Regions from separate parts of the Rattus norvegicus genome. Here region 1 is linked to region 2. The links are chromatin contacts, called in public Hi-C maps. All regions are on one chromosome and are shown on one strand. The core of a region is the stretch at or near the end of the contact, and the rest is flanking DNA. Distances in the headings are between cores, read along the strand shown.

Region 1 (5,423 bases), core at 1,965-4,464, 100 kb after region 2:
ACAGAAGCTAAGGTACCATGAGCAACCACTGTTTGAAACAGGGAAAAAAACAAAGTCTTGGGCCCTTTGGCTCATGTCTCACGATCAGGCTTACCTTGAATACCAAGGGGCTTCCCAACACTCCCAAACCCTGTGTGCAATCATCTTCAGAGGTGAAGTGCTGTGTTGAAATGTTAGGTTTCCGTGTTAGGAATACAGGGTAGGCAAACAGAGCAAGGCACCCTAAGTCCCAGGGCTTGTTCCACAGCCACCAGCCTAAGGTTCTGAGGACCAGTAGTGTAATCTGTCTTAACCTTTCCCCTAGCCAGCTTAACACTCAGGCAGACAGACGGACAGACGGACGGACGGACAAAGTGGGTGTCCATCGTGTGGGACACCCTCCTAATGCTGTCTCTCCAGAGATGCTGGTGCCTTTCACAAAAATCAAAACTCAGTTAAGAGAAAGTCAGCCCAGCCACACTCCTACCAGACAACACACACGCGCACACACATGCACACACACACACATGTGCACACACACATGTACACACACACGAGCACACGCGCGCACACACACACCTTGATTCAGCGAAGAATTCCTCCATCTGCAAGGAGGAACCAGAGACATGGAACCATGAGAGTTACCCATCCATAAGTGGGTAAGGGCGAGTGTGCCCTTGCCCTGCCTGTCTCTTGGAGGGGTACATGTTTGACTGGACTCAGAAACAGCACCACCCCCGTCTGGTCCTCTCTTCTTGCCCTTTACACATCAGACCCTTTACAGAAAGCTGTTTCTCACAGGCTTCCACTTTAAACCCACCAGCAGCCCCAGCAAGGGCAATCAATCAGTGGCCATGGGGAATGGACAGAATTCAAGCAAAGTTGACCTCAGGCTCTCCTGGCAGGCAGGCGCTAGAAAGGAAACTGTGGTCTGTAGGGTGCTGGGGTGTGGGGGAGCTCTATGGGGATAGAAGGAACAGGGCTCTGGTCTAGGGAAATGCTCGACCCCCAGTGAGCCACCTCAAATGGCTACACATACCAGCCCTGAGGACAGGGGTGCCCAGGGCTACCATTTACCTTACAGACTGGGGCCCACGCCAGACAAGGGCAATCACTTTGGACCTACCTTCCTCCCTAGAATGAATAGGAGCCTTCAAACTTTCCTCATGTCTACCCCAAGTCCTCACTCTGAGGCAGCTAAATGAGGCACCAACAAGAGGCACTTGGCAGTGAGTGCATGCCTGTAATTCTAGAACTGAGGAGAGTAAAACAGGAGGAATTTGTGTTCAAGACCAGCCTGGGCTGTACACCCTGCTTCAGAAAGCCAAGACACTCAACACTTCAAAATAAGCTCAAGTCTCCTCTGCAGAAACGGCCGGGGGGCGGGGGGCAGTGCCAGCTTCTGAGACAAGGACCACTGTACGAGAACATCTGCTACATACTCCTGAGGCTCGCCCCACAGGAATGAACCCAGTAAGGGTTCATACCACCAGGATACTGTGTGCAGCTATGGGTTCTGTGTGTGTTTCTGGTTTTGTTTTGAGTCTTCAGATTTTCTTTTTCCTTTTCACGCAAAAATTTCCCTTTAAATACGGGCTTCCCAAGAGAAATTCTGGTCCCCCGGGGTTCAGTATTTGCAGCGCCCGATTTACAGGTCCTCACCGCCCCCCCCCCCAGGAAGAGATAAACAATGAGCTAATTACATTTTTATCTTTCTAATTACCTAAGGATTTGTGTGAAGGAGAGAGGCAGGGGGTATGCAAGGCTGGTGCACGAGAGGTTTTTGCAACCCCCCGAGGTTTGCTAAACTCAAGGTTGCTGCCTGAATTTGGAGGCGAAGAAACAGAAGTTGCGCTTTCTAAAACGACTTTCCTCAGCCAGTTCTGCAACACGACTGGAAGATAAGCTAAGCAGAGAGACTTCTTGTTGATTGTTTTGTTTTTAGGGAAAAAAAAGTTTACCAACTCATGAAAATAAATCCCTCGGTCTGAGGTTTGGGGATTGTTTTGTTTTTGTTTGTTTGTTTTTTGTAGTTTGAGTGAGTAGTTTTCCAAGGGAACTGTGTCTGTCTCGGATGTTAACAGCTTTGGATGAGGACGCCGCGCTCTCCCTGAAGAGATGGACGTCCTCCTTTTATTCAAAACCTAGGCTTTGCTTTGTTTCAGGTACGGAAAACGCCAGACTGGAGCTTAAGAAGGGCAGCTCCACGTCTTTCCCGGGCCGGGGCTCCCCAGGAATCACGGAGTACCTGGGGCGGGAGAAGCGCCAAGCGGCGTCTGGGCCTCCCAGAAGCTTTCGGGATCCGGTCTGCACACCTTGCGGATTGCGGTGCGCGGCGCCCGGTCTTTCCCCTCTACAGCCCGGGGCCAGTGCGGTTAGGCGCGGGGATTCACGGGCGTGGGAAGGCATACCCTTACCTTGGGGCTTCGAGGCTTCGGTGGCATTGGGCGGGGTCATGGCGATGCAGACGTCGCCCTCGGGGAACTTGTCACATTTGAGCATCTCGGGCCAGTAGAAGCCGAAGAACTGCATGACCGGCTCGCACGAGTCGCGAACAGCCTCGCAGAGCCAGCGACACGGGTAGATAGGCCGGTCCAGACAGACGGGCGCGAAGAGCGAGCAGAGGAAGACCTGGGTGCCCATGTGGCAGTTCTTGTTGAGCAGCGGCACCCAGCTGCTGGCCTGCTGCTTCACCTCTGCCATGGTCTCGTGCTCCAGCAGGTTGGGCAGCACCATCTTCTTGTAGCCCACGTTGTGGCACAGCCGCAGGTCCACCGGGATGTCCACGCACTGCGGGGGCTTGGTGTAGAAGCGCCCGCTCTGATAGGAGCCGATATCCGACTGGAAGCTCACGTAGTCGTACTCGCTGGCCGAACCCGCGGCCAGCAGCGCGGCGGCCAACGCCAGCAGCACGCCGGAGGCGGCCCCGCCGCGACCCCGCGCGTTGCGCCCGACGCCCATGCTGCTCGGCGACGTCGGGGCTGCCCACGCTGCTTTCACGCGCGCGTCCCGCTGCAAACTTCCCGGAGCCTCCGGGGACAAAGGCGCAGTGCCCGGCCCCGTCCGGCTCGGGGCCGCGCGCTGCTCCCCGAGTCTCTGATCGATGGGGTCTTCGGCTGCCGCAGGTCCCGGCGGCGGGGCTGGCGCGAGGCGGGGAGCGCGCGGGGCCGAGTGCCGTCCCGGCTCGCAGAGGCGCGGCGAGCTGCGGGCTGCTGCACCTACTTGCGGCGCTGCAGCTCGAGTGCGCGGTGTGCGGGTGGCCGAGCCCTGGATCTCCCGCGCGCAGCCAATCAGCTCCGCGCTGCCGGGAGCCGCTCTCCACACCGCGTCAGTCAGCCGCTCAGTTAACCAATCGCCGCGCCGGCCAGAGGGATCGGTTTACTAGAACTAGACCCAGGTCAACACCCCTTAAAAAAGCAAAACCCAAAACTAAGCAAGTACTTCGAAGGAGGCAAATACAAAGGGAAGAGAGTAGTTAGAAGTGTGGGGTGGGTGGAGACGGTGTTGGACGCTGTAATTAAAGCGAGTCGGTTTGTTTAAAGAAGAAAAAAAAAAAGACTCTTCATAAGACTTGCAAATCGATGCAGTTGTGAAGACTTTTCTACTCGCTTTCCTAGTTCCAAGGAACAACGCAACAGACCAGCAGCCCTTCGCTCCACGGTTTTAATCTTAAGTCAGAGGCAGGCTGCTTCCCAGCTGCTCGGATGGGCGAACTGAACTTCGGAAGCTCTTTTTAAATTCCCCCACGAGTCTGGGCTTTTGCAAAGACTAAGAGAAGGTGGTGTTTCTGGCTGGGTTCAAAAATGCAACATCTTTCCAGGTGACCGAAGGCAGAACGGGAAAGGGGCTCGCTGCGGAGGAAAACACTGGTCACGTAGGTGTTAGCTCCCGAGGACACTTTATATTTTTAAACGATGTTTTAAAGACCCTATCCGAGTCCCAGCTCTGCAGACAACACCTCTGTTCGCAAACATACACACAGCCCGACATGTTTGTGGATTAGAAAGCCAAAGCACTAAAAATACCAGCATGACTGGGTGGACACCAACTCTATCAGTCAGATACACATGCTAATTCAGAGGTCAAAACCAAAGGTGTGTCGCCGCCCCCCCCCCCATGAGGCAGAAGCAAGGCAAGCAAGAATAGCTGAGTCTTCCTCTAGCTCCCCGCCACACACACACACACACACACACACACACACACACACACACACACACACTACTCACTTCCTGGGAATTGCTTGACTGTTCCAAATACTCCCCTTAAAATCAGAGAGCTAGGGGTGGGATCAAGAATAGAGACCGCACAAGCAGTCCGTGAAGTTCTCTGGATCTTCATACATTCTGTGTCCTTCAGGGTGGGTGGAGGGGTAACGGAGGATGCACTGTGCTGCCATACTGGGTGGCAAATGGGCTGCCACTCCGAGTTGCAAGGCCCAACCCAGTGGGACGATGCTGCTGGCCCAGACAGCTTGTTTTTAAAGCCCTGGGGACCCTTGCTTTCAACTCTGTAGATGCAATTTCTCCGTTCCAAGTTAAAGCTCCAGAGAGTGCAAAGAGGTAGGGATGTCTTCTTAAAGGATCGTACACACTGATGTTGGGACTCCACTGCAGGAAAGCAGCTGCAGCAGGTGGCCAACATGGACTTCCTAGCCCAATGAAAGACGCCCAGAGCCAAACAAGCAGGTTTGGATAAAGTCATGCAGAGCAAGGCTGTGGATGGCCAGGGGTTAATCCAGAAAACAGTCTGCAGTGCTCTCCTCCCTGGGAAGCTAAGGAACCACATTCTTCAGGGAGCATAGAGGGCAGGAGACCAGGCAACTGGGTCTCAAGTCAGGGCTGAAACTGCTTGCCTGCCAGAGGGTCCTTGTTCTCTCCCCAGACCAGATCCTCTTTCCGGGCTCAAATGTCTGTCTGGCTTATTCATCGGAAAGGTGAGTGTTGGTAGACAAACAACCTTTGCCCTCTGCTTTAACCCAGCCTCAAGGTTTAACCCACCCGCCCCTCACCCACCTGTGTACAATTCTCCCAAAGAGCAGAAGGATTTGGGTCTACCCTCTGCTACAATGCTGGGGACAGGTGCAGGTGACCCCCCCACCTCTGGTGACTTTAGAGGTTGTCATACAGCCATTCACAAGAAGAACTAGACTACATCTTGTTAACTTAGATGTCCCACTTGTGTTCACCACTCTGCTTTGCCCTCTGGGGCTAAGCCACGGGCACAGCTATCTAGTTGGATAGGCAGTGTCAGTAGTTGGATATTTCTGAATCCTTCGAAGGATGGATAAGCAGGGAAGGGAAACCTCTGAGCGTTGATCCCACTAATAGATGTCCCTGAGTTGAAAAACGTCCCTATAGGACACACTCCAGGACAGCGTCAGCCAAGGCAGTCGGCGACTACTCCCCAGTTTTCACATCAGCCCATCTCACACTTGAAAATCTAAT
Region 2 (5,162 bases), core at 2,139-4,638:
GAGCACCTGAAAGAGAGTTATGATATTACCTAGAATTGCGTACCTTATTTGCTCATGCCCCTTGGGCCCATAACATAGCCTTGCTGTCACTGAAGTGCAAAAGTAATAATAAAATGAAACTGAAAGATCCGGCTTGTAATTGGATGGCCATGTATCCGACGGTGACTGGGCATGGGTCAAGAGAATGCCAATAGTAAACAAGAAAAAAGAAGAAGAAAGTGGTGACATTCTAATTGCTGACAAGATGATCCCAGAAGTCCTTGTGGTTTAGGCGGAGGCTTGTTTCTCCATCTGTTACACAATCTTTCCTAAGTGCTGGCTTCAACTTCTTGCCATTCCTGTATTCCAACTGGTCCATTTTGTTGTTTTGCACATTTCACAATCCCCAGCCCACTGTCACCCTGCCTCTCTGACACCCTTCAGAAGTTGGTCCAGCCATGCTTGGAGATTCATAGAATATGTCCCCAAACCTAAGCTCTCGGAGTAAGCCACATAAGCTTGTACTCCATTCAGTGCAGCTGTCTGCCATGTGGTGTAGAATCTTCTAGGTAGGTTCTTCTTTTCTAGTGACCCTGATATTTGGCTTGCAATGCCCAACGCGTCTTTCTTATTCTCTCCCAAGATTTTTGTATCACGGAGAGCTTAGCCTGGTGGACAGAATCAAGGCCAAGCCTTGCCCTTGCAAACCCAAAAGCAATGAAGGCAAACCAACCTGAACCGTGTCTGGTGTTGGCTAGAATAACGATTGCCCCATTGCTTCCTCTGTATCCAGAGCGTAATCGCTCATCCCTTCAATACTTCACTCTGCTGAGCTCGACTGTCCCCAGCTTTTGCCAGGTGTTTCTCTTCGCTAATCTTGGAGCTCTGCAAATGTTCAGCACTGGCCTGCCTCACTTGGCAAGCCCTGCAAGCTCAGCACCAATAATTCTCCAGACAGACAGTGGTTCTGCCTTATGCTTCCCTTGACCCTTAAGCCACTGAGGCTTCATTTTTTTTTTCTGGGATTCTGTTGTTCTTGAGGACACTCCCTGTCCAGAGGAGAGGAAATCTGCCCGGATGAAAGAAAAGAGAGAACAAAATGTGCAGAGCGGGGGTTGAGAGGGAGATAGCCAAGAAGTAAACTTTACAAAAAAAAGGGGGGGGAGGGAGGAGCAGAGTTCTGGCCAGAGCCAAAGATCCTGGGGCCATGGCTAGGAAATTTCTGGAACCCACAAATGATAGTGGCAAAGAATGAATGTACCCAGCTGACTAAGTGTCAAGGAAGCCCAATGAGGGTCCTTAACAGAATCCTCTGGGTGTGGGACGACAAACAGGTTCCATCACCCAGGCTGGATGAGAAAGCTGCAGGCTCCGGAAAGCACATGGAGGAGAGGAGGACCTACTGAGCAGACACCAGCTTTCAGACTATCTCGGAGAACACAGCCAGCCCTACAGCACCAAGGCCAGGAGTCACAGCCTCTGTGCACAGCTTGGGAGTGCTGCTTTTATGGACAAGGGACCAAGGAGGTCCAAGAAGCCTCGCCCAACTTCACAGAGGCAAACGAAATGCCCATCTTCACCCTGAAAGGTTTGCTCCAGACTATTTCCACACAATACAAGAAAAGGAGAACTGTTATTAAAGCACAAGAGGCTAGAGGAGACCCTTGTAGGGTCTTTTTGTCGTGTTTTGTTTTGTTTTGTTTTGCATCACAAGCTCAAAATAAGTCTAAACTATGGTTGAATAAAGCAGGCTGCTACCCTGGTTTAAGTTTTGTTCAGACCCGTAGCACATGCTGGAAATAATCCACATGAGAACTCAGAACTGGAGACATTTCTTACTACTTTGGATTTTTAAAACCACCCACAGAATCAGTTCCAGGTTTCTCAGGGGAAGGACAGGGTCAGGACAGTAATAACTCAGATCAAATGCAGCCTTGACCTCTGTGGGGAGAATAATCTCCTCCCTTACAATGTCATCCATTTAAGATGGCCTCCAAGGTCAGACGAGAATCAAAGCCACATTTCAGCCTCCTGTTGAACTCTCTCTCCTTCCTTAGCTGAGATGCATAACTATGGGGCCCAGGAAGCTTGCTCAGAGACACAGGGGATAGGGAATGGGGAGGTAAGAAAAACATATGCCTTTCTCAGAGAAGTTGTCACCCCACACTGACTACTCCAAGTCTCAAGAGTCCACCAAGTGGAGATCTCTAGGTATCCTAGCATTCCTCAAAACTGCACAAACACTTGCCCCAGACTGTCCTGGGTAGTTAGGGATTACCAGCATTCCCAGGAGTCAAGATGGACGTAAAACAAAAACAAAACAAAGAAAAACAACAACAACAACAACAACAACAACAACAAAAACAGAACACAACAAAAACCCCCTTCAGTCAGTTCTCTTGCATCCACTATAAGCATTTTATGAGTAAAATCAGATTAAATTCTTTTAACTGGTTGTAGTAAAAGTTTCTTTCAAGAGGATAGTCTCATACTGTTTTAGGAAGCACGGATGAGGTAAGAAGCTATCCTACATAGGGATCTGGGTCATGAAGGCCAGTGGGAGGTGAGGGGGTTGGGAGAGTGTTAATGGGATGAATAAATGTGAACTTGAAACCCTTCCTGGAACTTATAAGCAGTATAGATGTATTTCACGAATCCTTGGCCCAGAAAGCCAGCCATCTCTTTCTTTTCCTAATGTGCTTAAGTCTGGCTCAGCCCCTGTCAGTTTCTGCTCCTCAGAGTTGTAAAACAGTGTGCTGGAATTTACACAATAAGAAAGTTTAGAGAAGGGCCTCCTATCTTCAACTCCTTCTGCTCAACTCCCTGACACTAAATGTGGAGGCTCTGCTGCCTCAGGCATCCTCTAAGCCAGAGGAAGGAGTTGTTTCCAGTGGACAGCCCGTCCACACTCCCCCTAACTCCTCACTACCATCCCAGTGCACAGATCAAATGCAGGTCCGACACCCAACGAACCAGGCTCCGGGCATCCCTTCATTACTTCGGGATCTACTTACAGCAATAAAAAGCCCTCTGTTTTGGAGCATTGAGCTCCTCTCTCTTGTTTCTTCCTCAGGAAAGCCTAGCTCTCTTGTGAAAAGCCCTACTACCTGTGAAAGAAGGTGGTGGATACTTTCCATAATCTGGGAAAGTTTAGAGAACAGATTATCCATTCAGGCTGGTTATGTGGAAGAACCCCCTCCTCATCCCCACCATGGGTAACTTCTCTGACTCCTCACAAAATGATGGGGTTCTTGCTACATTCCTTTGTGGTCTTCTCCCTCAAGTTGTGTGACTTGCTGTGGCACGGTTTTGCCTGAAGGAAATGTCATTGGCTAATTCACACAGAAGTGCACTGTGCCCCTGAACTGGTAATTCTGTGTGCCCCTGGGCTTTGAGTCACCACAGAAGCACTGTCCTCTAGAACTTGAGGGAGAACATAGCAACAGTAACCACTGTCTAGTAAGAGGGAAGATGTCCCCAGCTGCTGCTGAAGGATATGGCTCAACTGTGCTGGTCCCCAAGGTAGGTCAAGCCAGGCCAAAGCTGAGACCTTTAGATGTGCATTTCCTAAAATTCCTCTTGTCTAGCTAGGGAACCCTGCTGGGCTGACTGGAAAGAACATGACATTCAAAGCCAGAAGAGTCGGCTAGCTGCTCCAACCACTAGGGACAGTGACTTAGGCTCTCTGGTCCTCAGCTTTCTCAGCGTCCTGACTTGGTGGATAGAGGCCCACATTGAATGAAGATGGTAAAGTGGACAGGACCAAGCTAGAGCTGCTCACACCTGGCTGAGGAAAGTCGTTCCTCTGTTCATCGGCCTGTTGTTTCTAAACCAGATCTTGCTGCCGTAGAAAGCCATCTTGCAGAGAGAGAGACCCTCCGTGGCTGGCTGTTGTTCTTAATTGCTGAACTAAGTACATCTTCTCTCAGCGGGGCACAGAGGAGGAAGGGAGACTCCTTCATCTTTCCAGACTCCTGGACTTAGACACCGTAAAACATTCTCTACTGGGTTATGGTCTTATGATATATATATAGTACCTGTGCTCCCCCTCTGGAGCCACCCAGAGGTGGCACCTATACCCCAGGTGGCCTTCATTTCTCTTTGGTCATACCATCCATCTAATTAACTCTGGGAAGAAGAGAAATGGACAAGGGGCACAAAAAAAAATGTAGAGTTGGAAGGCAGACAGGGAAAGGCAGTAACCCCAGGCCCCTGGCAAAGCAGACTTGGCCTCTAAAAATAGTTCCGTGATGTAATCCTCAGAACAAAGGATTCTTTGGCTCCAGGAGTCAAAACTCTCAGCTTGGAATTCAAGGAAAAGCTTTGTTACAAATATTTTACATGACAGAACCCATTAATATCTCCAAGTAATTACGCCCATTTTGTAATCTGTGTGTCAAAAGTTCCAGCCAGGTCAGTCAAGGGGAGAGGCTTGGATTTATCAAGGGCCTCCCAAGTTCCTGGAAATGAAGCCACATTTGGCATTTAATCCAGCTCAGAGCCTTGTCTCTGAGATTTGCTCTAAGTCTCTGCTCCATAGAGTGACCCTGTTGGATTCTCCAGGCCGGTCCTTTTATGGGGTGATTGGAGAACCAGGACAGGAAACAGAGAAATAGCTTTATCAAACTGTAATATGAGACCTAATCTCAGACAGCAGGAGAATGGGGGAGTTGGCTTTTGAAGGCATTCAAGACACGTATCTTAACACTGCTGCTGATTTGTAACCTATCATCGAGCTCTTCTCCTCGCCTTTTATTTATAAAGCTCAGATGCTATGGGGACAGCCAGGTAGTCTGTTCAGCCACAAGAGACCAGAGACCGTCATAGACAATAAATTATGGAAACTGACAATTCAGAAAATGGTGGTCCAGATCTCTAACCAGAGAGAAGACGGCCAAGAAGAAAACAAAACAGTTTCATATTTGTACTTGTAAGGTCCTTCTGAATTCAAACCTCTCACTGAGAGACACCTAGGACAGGTACAGTGGCCAGGAATCACTGAGCATCTGTCCCCCTGATAACCACACGGGGTATTCAGGATGGGGAAGGCAGGTCGAGCTACCATTTAGGTGTATCCCCAGATTGGAGAGGAACAGACCTTCCCATCCGTACATAGATCCATTGGGAGACTGCACATAGAAGGTGAAGAAGACAAGCTCAAGTTGGCCAAGAACTTAAACTTG

What was found. Hi-C and Micro-C count contacts between places; a contact is called where the count stands out from the background.
Region 1: a contact with region 2 is called in a Hi-C map of Schwann cells, with 4 times the contacts expected there. The contact joins the promoter of Sfrp1 here to the enhancer-like site in region 2. A contact is called at or near these places in 4 of 12 Hi-C or Micro-C datasets (Schwann cells, hepatocytes, kidney and 1 more).

The regions. Positions count from the first base shown.
Region 1 is chr16:75,313,522-75,318,944 of GRCr8, forward strand. It overlaps Sfrp1 (secreted frizzled-related protein 1), which reads right to left and starts at 3,215. Exons shown (of 3, transcript NM_001276712.2): 1 at 2,397-3,215. The coding sequence starts at 2,940.
Region 2 is chr16:75,211,058-75,216,219 of GRCr8, forward strand. No RefSeq gene overlaps it. Among named protein-coding and RNA genes, the nearest start is that of Sfrp1, 100 kb to the right of the region's middle. Within about 2 kb of position 3,389, at least 9 of the 93 cell types and tissues checked have an H3K27ac peak or open chromatin away from gene starts, as enhancers often do. A contact at or near this core is called in Schwann cells, where this site is marked.